Regions from separate parts of the Mus musculus genome. Here region 1 is linked to region 2. A link is a contact called in public HiChIP or PLAC-seq data. All regions are on one chromosome and are shown on one strand. Each heading gives the region's core, a stretch centred on a gene start, on an enhancer-like site or on the middle of the called end of the contact. The rest is flanking DNA. Distances are from core to core; before and after follow the strand shown.

What was found. HiChIP or PLAC-seq counts read pairs in DNA pulled down with a chosen protein or histone mark.
Region 1: a contact with region 2 is called in a FOXA1 HiChIP or PLAC-seq map of pancreatic cancer cells. The contact joins the promoter of Fgfr4 here to the enhancer-like site in region 2. A contact is called at or near these places in 6 of 484 Hi-C or Micro-C datasets (B cells, the BV-2 cell line, bone marrow-derived macrophages and 2 more), 11 of 115 datasets of contacts at active chromatin or transcription factors (astrocytes, craniofacial prominence, embryonic basal ganglia and 8 more) and 2 of 9 other capture datasets (adipose tissue and liver).

Annotation. Positions count from the first base shown.
Region 1 is chr13:55,151,471-55,154,658 of GRCm38.p6, forward strand. It overlaps Fgfr4 (fibroblast growth factor receptor 4), which reads left to right and starts at 1,348. Exons shown (of 18, transcript NM_008011.2): 1 at 1,348-1,457.
Region 2 is chr13:54,811,715-54,815,176 of GRCm38.p6, forward strand. No RefSeq gene overlaps it. Among named protein-coding and RNA genes, the nearest start is that of Tspan17, 24 kb to the left of the region's middle. Within about 2 kb of position 1,882, at least 14 of the 459 cell types and tissues checked have an H3K27ac peak or open chromatin away from gene starts, as enhancers often do. A contact at or near this core is called in pancreatic cancer cells, where this site is marked.

The sequences.
Region 1 (3,188 bases), core at 98-2,597, 340 kb after region 2:
CAAGTGCGAAGAAGAAAGAATGGCTGTTAGTGCTCACAGGTCAGATATGAACATGTGAATTCTCCTTCCAGCAAGTCTCTTCAGCAGCCTACTATCATTTACTGATTTGCTGAGGAGCAAACAAAGACAGAGACAAGGCTGATAGACAGTACTGAGATTCAGGGCTCATTCTTTTCTCCATCCTAACAAAGGGGACTTGGCAAATCCCCAGGGATGTCCTGGGGCCTTGAACGGAGACCAAAGTGCCAGACCAATAGAGAGCAGGTTAGACTAGGAACAGGGGATGGGTGAGCAAAGACCCAGGGATAGGATGGGGAGCAACACAGGAGGAGGAGGTCTGTACATGTGGACCAGACCACCATGTCATCACAACACTATCTATGTAAAAACCAGAGGAAGTATTCTTTTAAAGCATTATTTATTTTATGTATGTGAGTCCACTGTAGCTGCTCTCAGACACAGCAGAAGAAGGCATCGGATCCCATTACAGATGGTTGTGAGCCACCATGTGGTTGCTGGGAATTGAACTCAGGACCTCTGGAAGAGCAGTCAGGGCGGGGCAGTGGTGGCACACGCCTTTAATCCCAGCACTTGGGAAGCAGAGGCAGGCAAACTTCTGAGTTTAAGGCCAGCCTGGTCTACAAAGTGAGTTCCAGGACAGCCAGGGCTATACAGAGAAACCCTGTCTTGAAAAAACAAAAACAAAAACAAAAACCCCAAACAAACAAAAAGAAACAACAAAAAAACTTTTTAGAGTGAAAATTTAAACTTTTAAAAATAAAAGCACAACTTTTTACAAATTAAAGTTTAAAGTTTTTTCCTCTCTCTCTTTCTCTCTCTCTCTCTCTCCCTCCCTCCCCCCCCCCTCTTTTCCGAGACTGTGTTTCTCTGTATAGCTCTGGCTGTTCTAGAACTCACTCTGTAGACCAGGCTGGCCTCGAACTCAGAAACCCACCTGCCTCTGCCTCCCCAGTGCGCCGCCGCCACCCCGACCGACCGAGATATATTTTAAATATCCTCTGAAGGTCGCTCAGGCCAAGGAGAGGTCAGGTCTCTCTGATGTTCTGTGATTTCACGGAAAACCAGAGAGCCTGGTGAGTGCCAAATTGAGGAAGAGCAAAGGATAGAGCAAGGTAGCAAGTTAGACCTTGCAGGTTGGACGTGGGGCCCCGGAACGACTGAGACTGGGCGATCCAGTCCCAACGGGGAGCTCCCGCACTAGGGTACCGGGCTGACATTTGCCGGGTCTCGGACCACGCCTCTCAGATCAGAAGTGGTCCAGGAGGGGCGGAGTCCGAGGTGGGCGGGGCAGGAGGGGGCAGCCCCCCGCCACGCTGCAGTTGCAGGGACATTCCTGGCTCTTCGGCCCGGGGCGGAGGAGCTCCGGGCGGGTGAGTGTGCCAGCCCTGCCGGGATCGTGACCCGCGCGCGCGGGAGCCGGGCGGCGGAGGAGCCAGGTGAGCCGGGCCCCTGCGCCGGGAGCGGAGCCCTCTAGCTCTGGGCCAGTTGGGCCACACACCGTACTCCCGGCCGCCGTGGGGACAGCGGCCGTGGAGCTCCCGAGCTGCCCCCTCTGTCCCGGGGACCTTGGCGCCCGCGCGGCGGGAGTGGTTGGGTGGAGGGGGCGGTAAATCAGTAACCCGCAGCGCACACAGGGCCTTTTGTCCCCCTCCGTTCAAAGAGCACCCTGGTCACCGCTCTGGTTACTTATTGCCCACCGGGGCGGGGGCGATGGGCCAGCTGTCTATGCAACTCCGCACGGGGACCGCTGACGTGCACCTCCCTCCAAGAGCGACGGGGTGGGGGCATTAAAGTAAGAGCACTGTCGCCCCTGGCAAAAAAAAAAAAAGTAATGCTCGCAGTCGCTTGCACAGAGTACCTCATCGCGTGAGTGCAGGAGGGTGAACAACTTAGCGCTCTCTGATGACAGTCCCAAGTGCTAGCGATCCTAAGGGGCCAGCCTTGGTGACCAGACTAAGAATTCTGTGGTTGTGAGTTCAGGGTAACCTGTGAGTGGGAATAAAACCTCCCCGGACCTGTCCGCCCCAACCCAAGCTGGAGATGAAGCATGGCCCTCTCTGCTTTGCAGGGTGTGGTAGGAGTCTTTTGCAGATGGGCCGAGCAAACTAGGGGGTAGGGGACAGATCAAGGTTTTAAGGCAATAGAGGAACACGGAGGTACAGGCAAGGGAGCAAACATGTCGGCGTTTAGAATTTACTGAAGGGACAGACTGTGGGAGTTACAAGGTTGACACTGGCATTTAAAATGAAGCGTAGAAAAGCTGGGCCCAGCACATGGGCCTTGATGGGTAGTACTAGCCAGGCTGAGGCAGGAGCCTCACCATTTGTAGACCTGCTTGGTTTGCAGAGTGAGTTTCAATGCCAGTCTTCCTGGTCAACTTTAGTGAGAACTTGTCTCAAAATAATAGAAAAAGAAACAGGAGGGTCCTGCAGTTAACCCTTAGGGGCTTGTAATCTGGGTGACAGGGAGAAAAAACAAAATCAAAACAAAAAAACTAGTGGGCAGTGAAGAACCAAGGTTTGCCAAGATACCAAGCGAGAAATGACCATGACCTAGTCTCTGTGGGGCAGGGGAGCTGAGAGACATTGAGGTCAGTAGACTGATTAGGCCTGAGTCTTCCTCAGCAGTGGGCTGAGAAAAACCCTCGGCAGGGTTCCCAGTTTGGTAAAGTATGGAATGCATCTTCTAAGAATCATGCTGTTTTCTTCAACTGTCACTCACTAACATTGGCCTGATACGGAGATTAGCATGGCCCCTGTGCAAAGATGGCGCGCACACTCACAAGAGCAGGGCCCCAAAGAAAAAGAACACTGATCCAAAGATGCTGGTGACACCTGGCTGTTATCCAGGACTAGGTAACAGCCTGTGCGTCCCTGGGACTCCACTGGTTCCCTGGTCAAGTTAAGGCTTAGGTCTGAGTCTTCCTTTTGTGAAACAGATGCTCCACTACAGCATGTGGACAAGTCTGTGTATCAGACTTAAACTCCATATCAGAAGCAGAGACTGAGTCATGTCAGACAAACGGTGCCGGTGCACACTCAGTATGGGGACTGGGAGAATGTCTCACCGATGCCCTGTGTGTGCCATCCCTCCATATATGGTCCCTTTTTGTCCCTGAAGCAACCCTATGATGATAACAATTCAGAAAGGGACAAAGGTAGGTAGGT
Region 2 (3,462 bases), core at 632-3,131:
TGCCAGGCTTGGATTCTTGTGGTACCTGTGATGTGCTCAGGAGAGTATCAGTAGCTCACGGGTGGCTGAGTGTCAGGTATCTGCTGCTTCTGCCTGGTCCTCGAATCTTCCTCACCATCTGGGTATTCCTGTGTGGATCCCACCCATGTCCTCTCAGGGGCAGGGTCACAGAACCCATGCGTGGGACAGCATGCTCCAGCTTCCTGGCTGTGGAGAGTGGACAAATGGCTGTTGCTCTCTGGTTTTGCTCGGAAACATATGCTCCTTCTTCAAGCTCCAGATCTGCCCACAACTGCTTTCCTGAGCATGGCCCTCTGCAGGAATGATGCAGAGAAACACAGGATCAGTAAATCATGGCCAACCCTGGGGACCATATTTGAGCCCTTAGATCTAGCCATATCTGATGGCAGAATCCCCCTCCCACCCTTGTTTTGTTTTTTGTTTTTGGATTCGGCCACTTGCAACCAAGAGTTTTGACTAGGGACTGGAGAGATGGCTCAGCCATTAAGAGCACTGGCTGCTCTTCCAGAGGATCTGGGTTTGATTCCCATAAGCCACATGGCAGCTCACAACTGTTCATAACCTTAATTACAGGAGCTCTGACACCCCCCACAACAGTACATATAAAATAGAGATAAATAGACAAACAAACAAACAAACAAACAAACAAACAAGTTTTGACTAAGGTCCAAGAAAATGGCTCAAAGCCTGAAGACCTGAGTTTGACTCCCAGAATCCATGTTGAAAGTTGTCCTCTGTTCTCTGCACACACTTTAGTGCACCCTCCCCCACCCAGAAAATACACACATAGATGGAAAAACTATAAATATAGAGAGTCTTGACTGACGAAATGGGAAAATAGGAGACGCTGAGGGTGAGGTTGAACACACCCTCTCATGAGAAGACAGGTGCAGACAGAGTTTCTGAGTGGGTTTGAAGCTGGCAGCCTCTTCTCTGTACCTGGGGAACGGAGGTATGCCTAAGACTCAGACTAAATGCACCCATGTTAAGTCCATACTTCAATGCATTTTATAGATGCTTTTGTTCTCCGGGAGACTTCTACCGCAATCAGGCTGGAGACCATCTCAGCACCCTAAGGTGCCCTGGGACTGCTCAGCAGCTCTGCTCTTCCTCACTTGCCACAGGCCATCAAGCTGCTTTCTGCCACTGTGGGCTGATTCTGTCTTCTTTCTTTCTTTCCTCCTTTCTTTCTTTCTTTCTTTCTTTCTTTCTTTCTTTCTTTCTTTCTTTCTTTCTCTTTCTTTCTTTCTTTCTTTCCTTCTTTCTTTCTTTCTTTCCTTCTTCCTCCTTCCTTCCTTCCTTTCTTCCTTCCTTCCTTCCTTCCTTCCTTTCTTTCTTTCTTTCTTTCTTTCTTTCTTTCTTTTTTCCTTCCTTCCTTTCTTTCTTTCTCTCTTTCTTTCTTCTTCTCCTTCTTTTTTTTTTTTAAGAGTTATTTATTTTATGTATGTGAGTACACTGTTGCTGTCTTCAGACACACCAGAAGAGGGCATCAGATCCCATTACAGATGGTTGTGAGCCACCATGTGGTTGCTGGGAATTGAACTCAGGATCTCTGGAAGAGCAGTCAGTGCTCTTAACCACTGAGCCATCTCTCCAGCCCCAGATTCTGTTTTCTTTAGAACTAAATATACAACTGAATCTCTGTATCCGCCAGTCTCTCAAGCTCAGATTCAGCCCGTCGATTATCAAGAGCGCTTAAAAAGTTGCACTATTCTCAACCTGTACATATTTTTCTTCTGGCCATTATTCTCTAGAAGATCCAAGAATTTACATAACATGTACGCTAACTATTTACATAACATGTACATTGTATCGGAATTATGAGTCATCCTGAGGTGACTGGAGCGCAGAGAGAGGATGTGAGTCAGCTTTGTGCAAATCCAGACCACTGTGCCAGAGCATCTTCCAACCATTGCCTGCTAGAGCATGCTCCACCGCTCCCATTTGGTAAGGGGTGAGGGGTGAGGGGTGAGGGGTGAGGGGTGGAGATGGGAATCAAGCTGCCCTGGGGGCGGGGGTCAACTGCACAATTAATTCTCAGAATTTGGGGGATTCCATGTTTCAAATTTGTCTACCAGCAACAAGGTATTTGTAATTCCAAGTCAGTGTCTGGGATGCTTTTGTGGTCCTCTGTGGGCATTTGTGGATACAATGTCAGTTGTCCTCAAGTGTGTGTGTGTGTGTGTGTGTGTGTGTGTGTGTGTGTGTGTGTGTGTGTGTTTCCAGCTGTGGTTGAACAACTTCTACCTCTAAACAACAATGTTACAGGCTGGAGAGATGGCTCAGGGGTTAAGAACACTTAAGGCTCTTACAGAGGACCCAGGTTCAGTTCTCTGCACCCACATCAGATACTCTGTAACTCCAGTTCCAATCAAGACACCTTCTGGACTCAGAGGCACCTTGCATGCACGTGGAACACATGAACCCATGCAAGCAGACCTAGACACAAACAAACAAACAAACAAACAAACAATCTTTAAAACATGAAAAAGTAACTTTCAAGGGAATGGTGACTTTGTAGTGAACCATGAATACGTGAATGAATCCAAACAAAGCTGCCACTGAGCAGGCAGCTCTTTATCAGTTTACTTACTACCTTTTTAGCTTTTTGGTGCTTTTTCTTGGCAATTCCCCTGTTTTAAATGGCCCAGCACGTAAGGCAGAAATGCTGGCAAGTGTTTCTAGTCAGAAGAAGAAGGTTGCTGCTTTGTGTCTCACAGAGAAGCATGCATGTTAAATAAACAGTTGTGACCCATGATGCATTGGGGCAGGAGTTCAATGCCAAGCCCCCCCCCCCCTCTCACACACACACACCAAAGTGTTGTGCCTTTGAACAGAAAACACACACCACTGAGTTACATACTGATCAATTGACAAAGATAACCAGAGGCCTGCCGCTGCCTAACCCCATTTTCTCTCGCAGTAATGCATCCTTTGTACCTGCAATTTGTATCTCCAGTACTTCAAAGGCAGTTATTACAAAAAGTGGGATATGACTATTCATGAATTCACCACTTTGGAGCTTCTGTGCTTGCACGGAGGCTCCTCTGAGTCCCAGAAGTGTGCTCCTTGCCTGGCAGCAATGGCGCTGTGACTTGTGTCTCTATTTATCCACCAATGGTGGAGCACTTGAGTTGTTTGGGCAGTTACAAAAAGCTGCTATTAACTTCTGTGTACAAACTGTTGTGTGGACATATGTTTTCACTTCTCGTCTGTGTATTTTCGTGAGTAAATGGAGTATTTGTTTAATCCTTACCGCTGGGTGAGGTAGCCTCATTTGATGTATCAGATGGAGCTTGGGGCTTTCAGGGTGTGCTAGACGGACGTCACACGGCCCTCAACTGTTAACAGCGAACACTACTTCTCTGGTTGTTCTTGAGTGTCCTTGTTCAATCAGTCCTGTAAAAACGAGGGAAGGAAGGGTCTTGGTTCTGTCTGTGT